Regions from separate parts of the Mus musculus genome. Here all the other regions are linked to region 1. The links are chromatin contacts, called in public HiChIP or PLAC-seq and promoter capture Hi-C maps. All regions are on one chromosome and are shown on one strand. Each heading gives the region's core, a stretch centred on a gene start, on an enhancer-like site or on the middle of the called end of the contact. The rest is flanking DNA. Distances are from core to core; before and after follow the strand shown. Region 1 holds the start of Prrx2 (paired related homeobox 2). Region 2 holds the start of Zdhhc12 (zinc finger, DHHC domain containing 12). Region 3 holds the start of Kyat1 (kynurenine aminotransferase 1).

What was found. Promoter capture Hi-C pulls out the DNA fragments that hold promoters and counts their contacts. HiChIP or PLAC-seq counts read pairs in DNA pulled down with a chosen protein or histone mark.
Region 2: a promoter capture Hi-C map of neural stem cells shows a contact between it and region 1. The contact joins the promoter of Zdhhc12 here to the promoter of Prrx2 in region 1. A contact is called at or near these places in 1 of 39 promoter capture datasets (neural stem cells) and 1 of 115 datasets of contacts at active chromatin or transcription factors (microglia).
Region 3: an H3K27ac HiChIP or PLAC-seq map of double positive thymocytes shows a contact between it and region 1, with 5 times the contacts expected there. The contact joins the promoter of Kyat1 here to the promoter of Prrx2 in region 1. A contact is called at or near these places in 1 of 115 datasets of contacts at active chromatin or transcription factors (double positive thymocytes) and 3 of 9 other capture datasets (adipose tissue, embryonic stem cells and liver).

Annotation. Positions count from the first base shown.
Region 1 is chr2:30,843,645-30,847,149 of GRCm38.p6, forward strand. It overlaps Prrx2 (paired related homeobox 2), which reads left to right and starts at 1,723. Exons shown (of 4, transcript NM_009116.2): 1 at 1,723-2,037. The coding sequence starts at 1,791.
Region 2 is chr2:30,091,636-30,095,140 of GRCm38.p6, forward strand. Zdhhc12 (zinc finger, DHHC domain containing 12) reads right to left here and starts at 2,000. Exons shown (of 5, transcript NM_001037762.1): 1 at 1,854-2,000; 2 at 770-906; 3 at 353-430; 4 at 32-198. The coding sequence starts at 1,953.
Region 3 is chr2:30,204,160-30,207,664 of GRCm38.p6, forward strand. Kyat1 (kynurenine aminotransferase 1) reads right to left here and starts at 1,688. Exons shown (of 13, transcript NM_001356474.1): 1 at 1,474-1,688. It overlaps Gm31201 (a long non-coding RNA gene), which reads left to right and starts at 1,690. Exons shown (of 2, transcript XR_374214.4): 1 at 1,690-1,832.

The sequences.
Region 1 (3,505 bases), core at 473-2,972:
ACAGATGGTTGTGAGCCACCATGTGGTTGCTGGGAATTGAACTCAGGACCTCTGGGAGAGCAGTCAGTGCTTTTAACCACTGAGCCATTTCTCCAGCCTCAAATCTTTTTAAAAATAAGAGTTATGTCATGTTTTAATATTTCCCTCCCCCTCCCCCTCTCTCCCTCTCCCCGCCCCTCCTTGTGCATGTGAGTGCTCTGACCTGTGAAGTTGAATCCCCCTGGAACTGGAATTACAAGTAATTGTAAGCTGGCCAGCATGGATGCTGGGACTCATTCTGGTCCTCAATAAACGCATCTTTCTGCCTCCCATCTTGCTGTAGGAGCCCTGGGATTACAGGTGCCACTGCGATTGGCCTTTACTTGTGACATTGTGTTCACACAGCAAGCATTTCTCCCTTGCCCTCATCTCCACTTCTTTACTCCTCTCAATAATTTATTCGGCAATCAAGGAAACTAGGGTCTCAGATACTTGCTCAAGGTCCAAGCACAGTCTTGATATTAACACAGGAGGCTGGAGCCCGAGCATTGATGTAGGACATCTCTGCTCATCGTGCTCTGAATGGTGACTACATGAGATGAAGGATACCACTGTGGCCACAGCGCTCCCCAGACCCTAATGCAACGTATATAGGCTCTGGACCTCACTTTGCGCAGTAAACAAGAGCTTGGACAGGCCAACTTCAGTCGTTCTCTGAGCACTAAAATGAGCTTTAGCTTTTCCTGGTCTGTCCTGCAAGGGAACAGGAGCTAGATCGTTTCTCAGACCCTTTGCAATATCCCTGTGTCCTTGGCAGAGACTCAGGGTACCCCGGGGTGGGTCAGAGTCTCCAGGGTGGGTCTCGAGACGGTTTCCTGCTGCCCGCCTCTGACACCCTGAAGACCTCCTTGTGTTCTCTTTGGTGCTATGACTTCATGTCTTTCTGGCAGTAGCAAGGGGAGTGAAAATAGTTTTGGGGTAAGACTTGGGGTATTTGGAGCCCTGAAGAGTCTCCGTTCTTCTCACCCGCTGGTTCTCTGGTCTTTCTTGAAAAAGTTACATAAAAGATAGACCTGGTTTGTCTTTCCCTCCGCTGTCATTCATCTATGATCCTTGCTGAGTCTCTTCCTTGTGCACCCCAGAAGCTCGCCCCTTCCTACTTGGTTGGTCCTTAGGAGAACCTATTCTGGGGACAGGCGCATAAGTGTCACCCACTGCAACATGAGAGAAAAGGCCCAGCCTCCATGCCCGAACCTTCCTTTCGGCATGGAGGGAGCGGGGTGGTCCTCGAAAACTTCTCCTTCTTTCCATCAGTGTGGGAACAATGAGGGACAATCTGGGAAGCGTTCAAGGCCGCTCCTGGCTCCGTAGCAAATTCGAGGCTAATCTGCAATATATGAGACCCTGTCTAAGAAGGAGTGGACTGGAGGGGACAGGATCTGTCAACTTTCTTGGGGTGCCCCACCCCCAATATGCAACAAACAGAGGCGGATTCCCCACCCATCACCTCCAGAGACTCTGGTTGAGATATTTAAAGACCCCTCCCCACGGGATTTGGGCACCCCCTAAACTGCTTCTGGGAGTCCGAGGACCCCGGCCTGGCCCCGCCTCCCGCCGGACGGCGCAGGACGCGGGGAGGGGAGCCAGGGGCGAGGTCCGCCCCGACAAGGGGCGTGTGGCCCGGGCCGCTGGCTAGTGAGCGGTCCGCCCGTAGGGGAGGGCAGAAAGTTCGGGTCCCCGACCGACTGACTTGAGATCCGGCACAGTGAGCAGCGGGAGGCGGCGGCGGCCGGCAGAGGCGCGGCCAGGGCATGGACAGCGCGGCCGCCGCCTTCGCCCTAGACCCGCCAGCGCCCGGCCCGGGGCCCCCGCCCGCACCCGGCGATTGCGCCCAGGCGCGCAAGAACTTCTCGGTGAGCCACCTCCTGGACCTGGAGGAGGTGGCGGCTGCTGGGCGCAGGGCTGCGGGGCCCGTTTCGGGGCCCGCCGAGGCGCGGGAGGGAGCGGCGCGCGAACCGTCCGGGGGCAGCAGCGGCAGCGAGGCGGCGCCGCAGGACGGTGAGTGTGCGGCGTGGGAACCGGGCAGGGGCGGCGGGACTCGGACTACAGCACTCCGGGTCCAGGGATCCCTTCCTTAAGTAACTCGGGCTGAGGAGTTCACTGGCTGCAGGATCCACTAGCTCTGGAACTTTTAGTTGGTGGAGTCTTTGGCTTGTGCGACTGTGACTGTGGGATCGGCGGATAATGGGACAACACACACACACACACACACAGAGAGAGAGAGAGAGAGAGAGAGAGAGAGAGAGCTAGCTCCAAGATCCCAGCTACAGAGACCATGGACTGCAGGACTAGTGGACTGTTGAACCCTGGCTGTGGGATCCCTGGGCTGTGGGGACACAGGGTTTGCGAGACTGTGGCTGTGGACCAGAGCAGCTAAAGGAACCCCCTAGCTGCAGGATCTCAGCTGTGGGCACTGGAGGACTGGATTGTTCACAGTGGGAGCCACAATCACAGAAACCACAGTCCAGTGGTGTGGTGAGAGGTGACCTGCTGTTGTTTCAAAAGTCCCTCCTTCAGGGGAGACCCTCTTTGAACCAGATCCACTTACAATCTTGAGGATGTGTGACTTGGGGAAAGCTGGCTTCCCTTGCACTCCATACCAGCCTACCCTCAGAAGCTGGTGCCTTTGCTGCTGGGGGAAACTGAGGCTGTGGAGAGGCCGAGCCACTAAGCCAAACTTAGTCTAGGACCTTCAAACTAAGACAAGTCTTCAGAGGGTTTGTGGGGTGGAGATATCTGCACAACCACGCCCACCAGTTTGGGGTGGAGGATCTCTCAGGACAGCTAGCTAGGCCTATTTCCCCAGCAGAGGTTAAAGGTCATCTGGAAGGGGCTTTAAAAACAACCAGTCCACCCAATACCACCACGCGCGCGCGCGCACACACACACACACACACACACACACACACACACACACACAAAGTCACACAGGATTATAAAGTCCTCAGCTCAGCTTTTCAAAGAAGAGGGAGTTTGTGTGGGGAGCTGACAGAACAGGGGTTGGTATCCGCCCCCCACACCTTCCCACCCACCCTAAGGACTCCACTTCCTGTGGAAGATCATGGTTAGAGGGATGCTCAAGCAAGCTGGGAGCCTCTGCTCTCAGGTGCCAGTGATGACAGTGACACTGTCTCAAAGCCAGGCTGTGAGCACATGTGTCCTGAAACATCCACGGAGCACCTTCTGATAACCCCCTGCTGCTGCCAGGCAGGCATGTCACTCAGCCCCGAGAGGCCCCTGCCTTCTGTGCTGGTGTCCACTTCCCACCATTTGTAGGGGCCTGGCTGCTCTCTTCCCTCGGGTGTTGGGTGATGGATGATGACTGAGCTGACAGCCCTGGGAGTCAGCTTTTAGATCCTTGATGGAAAAGGAGAGGGAAGGGGGCCGGATCCGGCCAGAGGTAGAGTGAGGTGCCATAGAGCTCCGAGTTCTCTGATTTCACCTTGATGACTGAGGGGTGTGGGGC
Region 2 (3,505 bases), core at 750-3,249, 750 kb before region 1:
GCATGCTGTCTGTGCTCCCCCAGGTACCTACCATGCCAGGCACAGGCCCCACAGCAGAACTACCAGCTGCAGTGCCAGGTAGGCCACAAAGAGCGGGTGGTTGCGTTCACCCACACAGTTCTCCATCCAGGGACAGTGGTGATCATAGCGCCGAACACAGCGGCGGCAATCACGACAGTGCCGGGCACGCAGGGGCTGCTGTGGGTACAGAGCGCAGTTTAGGCTTAGTGCTGCCTCCCCCGTGAGTCCTCCTTTGGGGAGAATGCTCAAGGCCATAGTCAGGTCCTAAATTTGGGAGGCAGGGTTAAGGATGGCCTGACTGCCCCCACAAGAGTATGTGTGTATCACCTACCAGCACCAGACAGTGTCTGCAGCGCCGGAGTGGGACGGCCTGAGGAACCATGGCTGCCTGTTCCTCCTTGGGCTCGCCCTGAAAACGAAACAAAGATTATGAGATTGGGGGTTCTCCTACCTTGGGAGGCAGACGATGCTGGGGCCATCTCTCTAGGTGCCACCGGTCCCCATTGTGCAGGACTTGGGGCCCATCTCATGTAGAGGGGACGCATGCACATGGCAGCATACTAGACGTCTGGTGACCTTTGTAAGACAGTTGTCCCCACATGGGTCTTGGGTGATGTCATCATTGTAGGAGCAAAAACACAGGGGTAGGCAAGAGGCTTCATCAAGATGCCCCCACACTGAGTGCAGCTCAGGGCTCAGCATTGAGGTCTCACTCCCCTGTTGGCCTTCGAGGTCCCTGCTTGCTTACCTGAGGCTGGGGCTGAGTAGTCACATAGCCGGGGTCCATGAGTGACACAGCCAGATAAAGCAGCAGGGAGCTTAGCACCAGGAGCAGGAATGTGAGGGGCAGGAGCAGCTCCCCTTGCTCTTCCCATTGGCGTAGCTCTGGGGAGGCCAGAGGACAGTGAGAACCATAGCAAAAGGGAAGGGCAGGAGGCGGTGGGGGTAGAAAGAAAGTAGCTGGAGGTGATATGGAGGCTAGACCTGAGGGAGGCAGGAGGAAGGGGGCTCCCCAGGGGAAGAGTCAGCCCTGGAAGAGGGTGGAGCCAGCCAGGAGCTCCAGCTAGGAAGGTGCCAGCCAGCCTGTTTAAGCCCATGGCAGTGAAGGAGGATTATGGAGAGGAGGGAGGGCTAAGAAGTGATGGACGTGGTGACACCAGACAGCTGAGCGTAGGCAACTCTGGTACCCTTGGGTGAAAGAGAGCCAAGGAGGTTTTGAAGGTGGCTGACTCCTGGTGTGGAAGCCTGAGGACAAAGGGCAAAAGCGATGGAGGAGGGCTACAGAGGAAGCCTCTGGTGGGCTCTGTTCCTTCTGGAAGGGAAACCTAGGAGGGGGCAGGAAGGGGGTGAAGGGAATGATGGGGAAAGGAGATGCTACCAGGCGAAGGTGGGAAACCTGCTCCTCGCTATAGTGGCGTCCCTTGGGGTAGTTAGTCGGCTCATAGGATTTGGGGAGTGGACCGGAAAGCCAAGTCCTTAAGTCTAGCGGATTTCTTAATCTTATTTAGGGAGGGGTTGGGAGGCAATTTCTGGGAAGGACAGGTAGAGCCCAGGGATGGGAGAGATGGGGCCTCTAGTTGGTCCTCTGATGGGCTCTGGTGGTCTTTGGATGGATGGACATCTATCGATGACAGAAAATTACTGGGATTAATTAGGGTCCAACTTGGGAATCAGGCGGAGAGAGGATGATCCCCGGACCGACATAGGAGAAAGACGCTTGAGGAACTGGTGGGAGATAGAAATGGAGATTTCAATGTGTCTGAGGATTAGGGGGACCCCGGTATACCCACGCGTGATCGGGTGGGCTCGGGGTGGCGCGGTGTCCGGCTCACCGGTGTCGTGCAGGAAGAGCACCAGAGTGATTCCCCAGGTCAGCACGGTGTGCCCAGTCCGCACCAGCATCCCAGAGTTAAGCGGCGGCCAAAGAGCCATGGCCTTGGCCCCCGCCCGAGCCCACCCGGAAGAAGCGCGCAGAAGGTGGGGCCGCGGGGCAGCGGGGCTGCAGCAACGCGGGGATTGGTGGCTCTGCATTAGAGGCGGGGCACGGGCGGCTCAGGGAGGCTGTCTATTGGGTGCCACCGGCGGCCCCTCAGGCCAACAGGTGCCCGAGGAGGCTGAAGGCGGGGCCCGCGCGCGCACAGCCTACAACTCCCTAACTCCGCCTCCTGTGGGCCAGGTAACTTTGCAAAACCCGGGAGGCGGAAGCCTCCGAAGACAACCCCACCCCCGCATGCGCATGCGTGCCCATCTTTGATCCCCGGAGGCCACGCGGAGCTTGCTCCCAAGGGGCGATGGGCCGGGCTTGCAGGAGGGCACGCCTTGATGACACACTTTCCTCTTATTCGTTTTCTGATTTTGCAAACGGATGATGGGAAAAAGGAGGGTTCTGGTGCGGAGTCTGGACACGCATGGCCCAGCTTGGAGTCAGAGAAATAATTGTCCGGCCTATGACTCTCGAGGCAAGTTACTGAGCTTCTTTAGGCTACTTTCTGCCTCTTCAATGGGGTTGGTAATAGTACCCGCGTCTTAGACAGGTATTTGTCTCCCCTGCTACCACCACGGCCCAACCAGACTGACTTTCTCTCCTTGTGTTCCTTGAACCTCCCCCATTCAGCTGACTTCCACCTGATGACCCTCTTCTAGCCCAAAGCCCAGTGTGCATGCTCTTGGGATTTGTTTTGGTCAAATAGACATCCCTTTTTCTGAAGAACTGACTTCCTATGGCCAGGGTGGTTATGGAAGGATTGGTTGTCCATCGTGTGTGCGCGCGCACGCACCCGCGCGAGTGTGTATTGGGGGACGGGGGGACGGGGGGCGGTTAGGGCCAATCATACTATTCCATATGAGATTAAACAGAGGCTGGGGATTAACACAATTGGTAGACTGTCTAGCAAGCACTAAAGGCTGGGTTATCGCCCCAGCATGGTATATATGATATGGTGGTACATGCCTGAAATCTCAACAAACTGGTGATAGAGGCAAGAAAATTCAAGGCCATCCTCTATACATGTGGAGGGAGGGGACTAAAGCCAACTAATTGTGTGACATAAAAGCTAGTTCCCAAAGAAGGGGTTGGGCTGTCCACACCTTTTTGTTGTTGTTAAAGATTTATTTATTTGTTTTATGTAAGTACACTGTCACTTAAGATACACTTAAGGGCATCAGATTGCATTACAAATGGTTGTGAGCCACCATGTGGTTGCTGGGAATTGAACTCAGGACCTCTGGAAAAGCAGCCAGTGCTCTTAACCACTGAGCCATCTCTCCAGCCCCTGCCCACACCTTTAATCCAATTCTTTGGGATGTAGAGACAGGCAAAGGGCAGCCTGGTCCACATAATGAGTTCTAGGCCAGCTGTCCATAGAAAAATAAAACAAAAAGATCAAAACAAAGTACACAACCATTTGTGAGTCAGGGAGTGTGTGTGTGTGCAAGCTGATGTGATAGCTGGCTCACAGAAATGAAAGGACAACCCTAGCTGTTG
Region 3 (3,505 bases), core at 438-2,937, 640 kb before region 1:
ACAAAAGTTTTCAACACGGGCTGGTGAAATGGCTCAGCGGGTAAGAGCACTGGCTGCTCTTTCGAAGGTCCTGAGTTCAAATCCCAGCAACCACATGGTGGCTCAACCACCCATAATGAGATCTGATGCCCCCTTCTGATGCATCTGAAGACAGCTACAGTGTACTTTTTATAATAATAAATAAATCTTTGGGCTGGAGCGAGCAGAGGTCCTAAATTCAATTCCAACAACCACAAGAAGATTCACAACCATCTGTACAGCTACATAAAATAAATAAAATAAATCTTAAAAAAAAAAGTTTTCAGGGCTGGAGAGATGGCTCAGCGGTTAAGAGCACTGACTGCTCTTCCAAAGGTCGTGAATTCAAATCCCAGCAACCATATGGTGGCTCACAACCATCTGTAATGCAATCTGATGCCTTCTTCTGAAGACAGCTACAGTGTACTTAGATATAATAATAAATAAATCTTAAAAAAAAAAGTTTTCAGCACAGGAACTGACTGCCAGGTTGTCTGTTGCTCTCACAGAAACATAGGGTGGAAACAGTGTCCTGTTGGCTGTGAGACCCTGAGCTCCCTACTAGGTCGACTACACAGGAGATCCAAAAATTAGTGCTAAGGCTCCCAGGAAGCAGAGGGAGAGACCTGGTGTCTTCAAACCCTCCTGCGGGTGGGAGGGGAGTGAACATCTGTGGGAATCCTTTTCCAAACTCTGTGCCTCACCCATTGGTAAACAGAACTGGTGTGTATAAAACGGTGAACCCACCAGCGGGGCCACCTGGTGTCTACCATTGTGGTCACATTTGTTCATAGATGATACTCCAGGTCTATGGAGGACTGTAAGCCTTGGAGTCCACCTACGCGGGACAGCCCTGTTCTCTTTCGTTCACCCTCTCTTTCAGCCTCTTTCAGCCCCATTTTTCCTGCAGGTCATGTGGCATGTCTGTGATATGCCTGGTAGAACATGGGTTTTGCACATCTGACCATAGCAGGCTTCAGTAGGACTGAAGGCTATTCTTTCTGTCCCATTAACTTAAAAAATATTATTATTATTATTATTATTATTATTATTATTTTAACCTAAGTTATCTTGGAAGTTGTCCCACATTAGTACATGAATCCAATTGCCGTGCAGCCCGGGAACCGACAGAACCCAGAAGGACCCACAGAGACTATTGGCGCTAGCTCTGCAGGCAATTCTCCGTTAGCGCAGTCTGCATCTTCTTGGCCAGGACTACCTTGGGAGAGTGGACGTGGGTGCAGAGAGAACTAGTCTAACTGGTTCTGTGACTGAGTGTAGAGCTGCCAAGACCGCGTGTGCAAGTTTTTCTCAGGGGATAGATCCTTCTTTCAGAGAAGCTACACATCACATACAAACAGGAGCACATGGATCAAAGAGCTACAGCACTCGCAAACCTTAGCTAACTTCAACACACGATCTAGATGAAACCCCGCACGGCAACCAGGAACTGACCTGCTTCAGCAAACAATAGCGCTGCTCTGTCCAATAACCCGCGACCCCAAACGTATTCCCAAGGTTGCAGAAGTCTGTTCCTTTAAAGAGGCCGAGCCCTAGATGGGCTACTTCCGCCCAGATGCAGCTTAGCTCAAGAGAACTGTCAGAAGCAGTGCGAAGCTCTGTGTGCCCTTTAAAGACTGGGCGACAGCCTAGGATCCCCAAGCATTTGCGCTCGGTGACATCACTTCCGGGGCGGAGACCTAAGAAGCGGTACAAACAAAACAAGGAGCCAAAGACCCACGGCGCGACTGGCTGTGGGTAGCCAGACCCAGGACTAGGGCTGCCTGCGTGGCGGCCGAGAACAGCGGGCCTTGGTGAGTGGGTCGAGTATGGAAAGGGACGCGCTGTCACCTCCCTGAATCCAATGACGCGGGCCCGACCTCCGCTCGCACCTCTCACCCGAGTTTCCGCCGCGGTCCCTGCAGATCCACGCCCCTCCGCGCACGTGCACCTTCCCAGAGGTTCCACCCGGGCTCCCCTAGTACTTGGTGCCGAACTCTTTCCTTGAACCCCTCCCTCTTTCTGATCTGCGGGACTATTCCCTGGTCTTTGGAATCTCAGGCTGGAAAAGACCGATTCTCCTATTGGTTTAGCCCGTCGCATGTATGCATTGGGCAGGAGTGACAGATCTAGGGAGGTGAGGTTGGAAGAGCTGGAGGTCAGCAATGACGCGTCCAGGCTGAAGGAACACAGCTTGGGAAGCCAGGGGACAATGAAATTGGAAGCTAAATTGAGAAGGAAAGAATGGAGGACCTGAAAGTTTCAAAGACCTTCTGCCTTGGAAAGGTGGCAGCAAAACCTTCAACCCCTGCTGACTGTTCTGCTCTCTGGAGCACACAGACTAGCAGACAGCGCAGGAGGAAGGGCAGGAGGTCTGCTTCTTGTGCTGGGGACGGAGGATAAGGAGGATAAGAGTATGTTCCGAGGCTTGGGACAGTGGAAGTGACCTGGCCACACAGTTGGTGAAGGTTAGGTTCCCCTGTGGCAGTCCAGGGGAAGCAGGGACTGGAGGCTAGTGTTGTGAGGAGATACTGGGGTGGCTTGACTCCCTGCTTTCCCAGTTCCATAGCTTGTTTGGGTTTTGGGTGTTGACTCTGGACCTTCTTGTCTCCCAGGGTCTGTAGAGGACAAGGCAGGAGACCAAGAGACGTTTGTGACCCACCACCTCCCCAGTGGTTTTCGTCTGCTGAGGACACCTGCTACAGAGCAGTTTCGTTACACTTCAGTGGCCTTTGTAGAGAGTGGGGGCTTCTGGGATTGCCCTGTGAATCAGGAATCCGGGCAGGTGGCTGGGTTTTTGACTTGCTGCTTGAAGGAGCTTCAAGGGAGGAAGCAAAAATGATTGCAGGTTTTGTGGGGGGACCGCAGAGGAACCTAGGTGGGATACATATACTAACCTCTTTGCCATCCCTGGGCTCTTTCACCTGCCCTGTCTTTATGGTTGGCCTTGGACTGGGACTTATGTTGGGAAATGTGTCCTTGGCCTCCTCAGCACTGCAGTCTGAGAGGAGACAGACATCAGGAATAGAAGCTGAGGGTTGAGCATTGTTAGGACAGCCCCATGGTAGTCCAGAGGAGAAGGTACCCACATGGACGATGTTGCCTGAGGTACACTTCCGGAAGTGGGATCCTGGAGGAGCAGGCGAGCCTGCAGCCTCAGTTCTGGCTCTTTAACCATGAACAAGTAGTGGCTCAGTTTCAGCCAGGTGTCTGGATCCCGGCTGAGGAGACAGTGCAGAGGTGGCCTGGACAGCGTCTGCACCTTTCTGGCTCTAGGTGCTTTACTGCTAGACACCCGTGTTGGCTTCTGTGTTCTTGTATTGACCTCCTGGCACAAATTGACCCCACCCCCAGGTGTGACATGTTCTAGATCCCTCTTAGACCCATTCAGGTCCCAGCAAGTGTCACCCCATTCCCAGTGACCTCCTGACAGTACTTTGGCTTTCCCTGTGGCTGGGCCACACTCCCAACTCAGACTGCTTTTGCT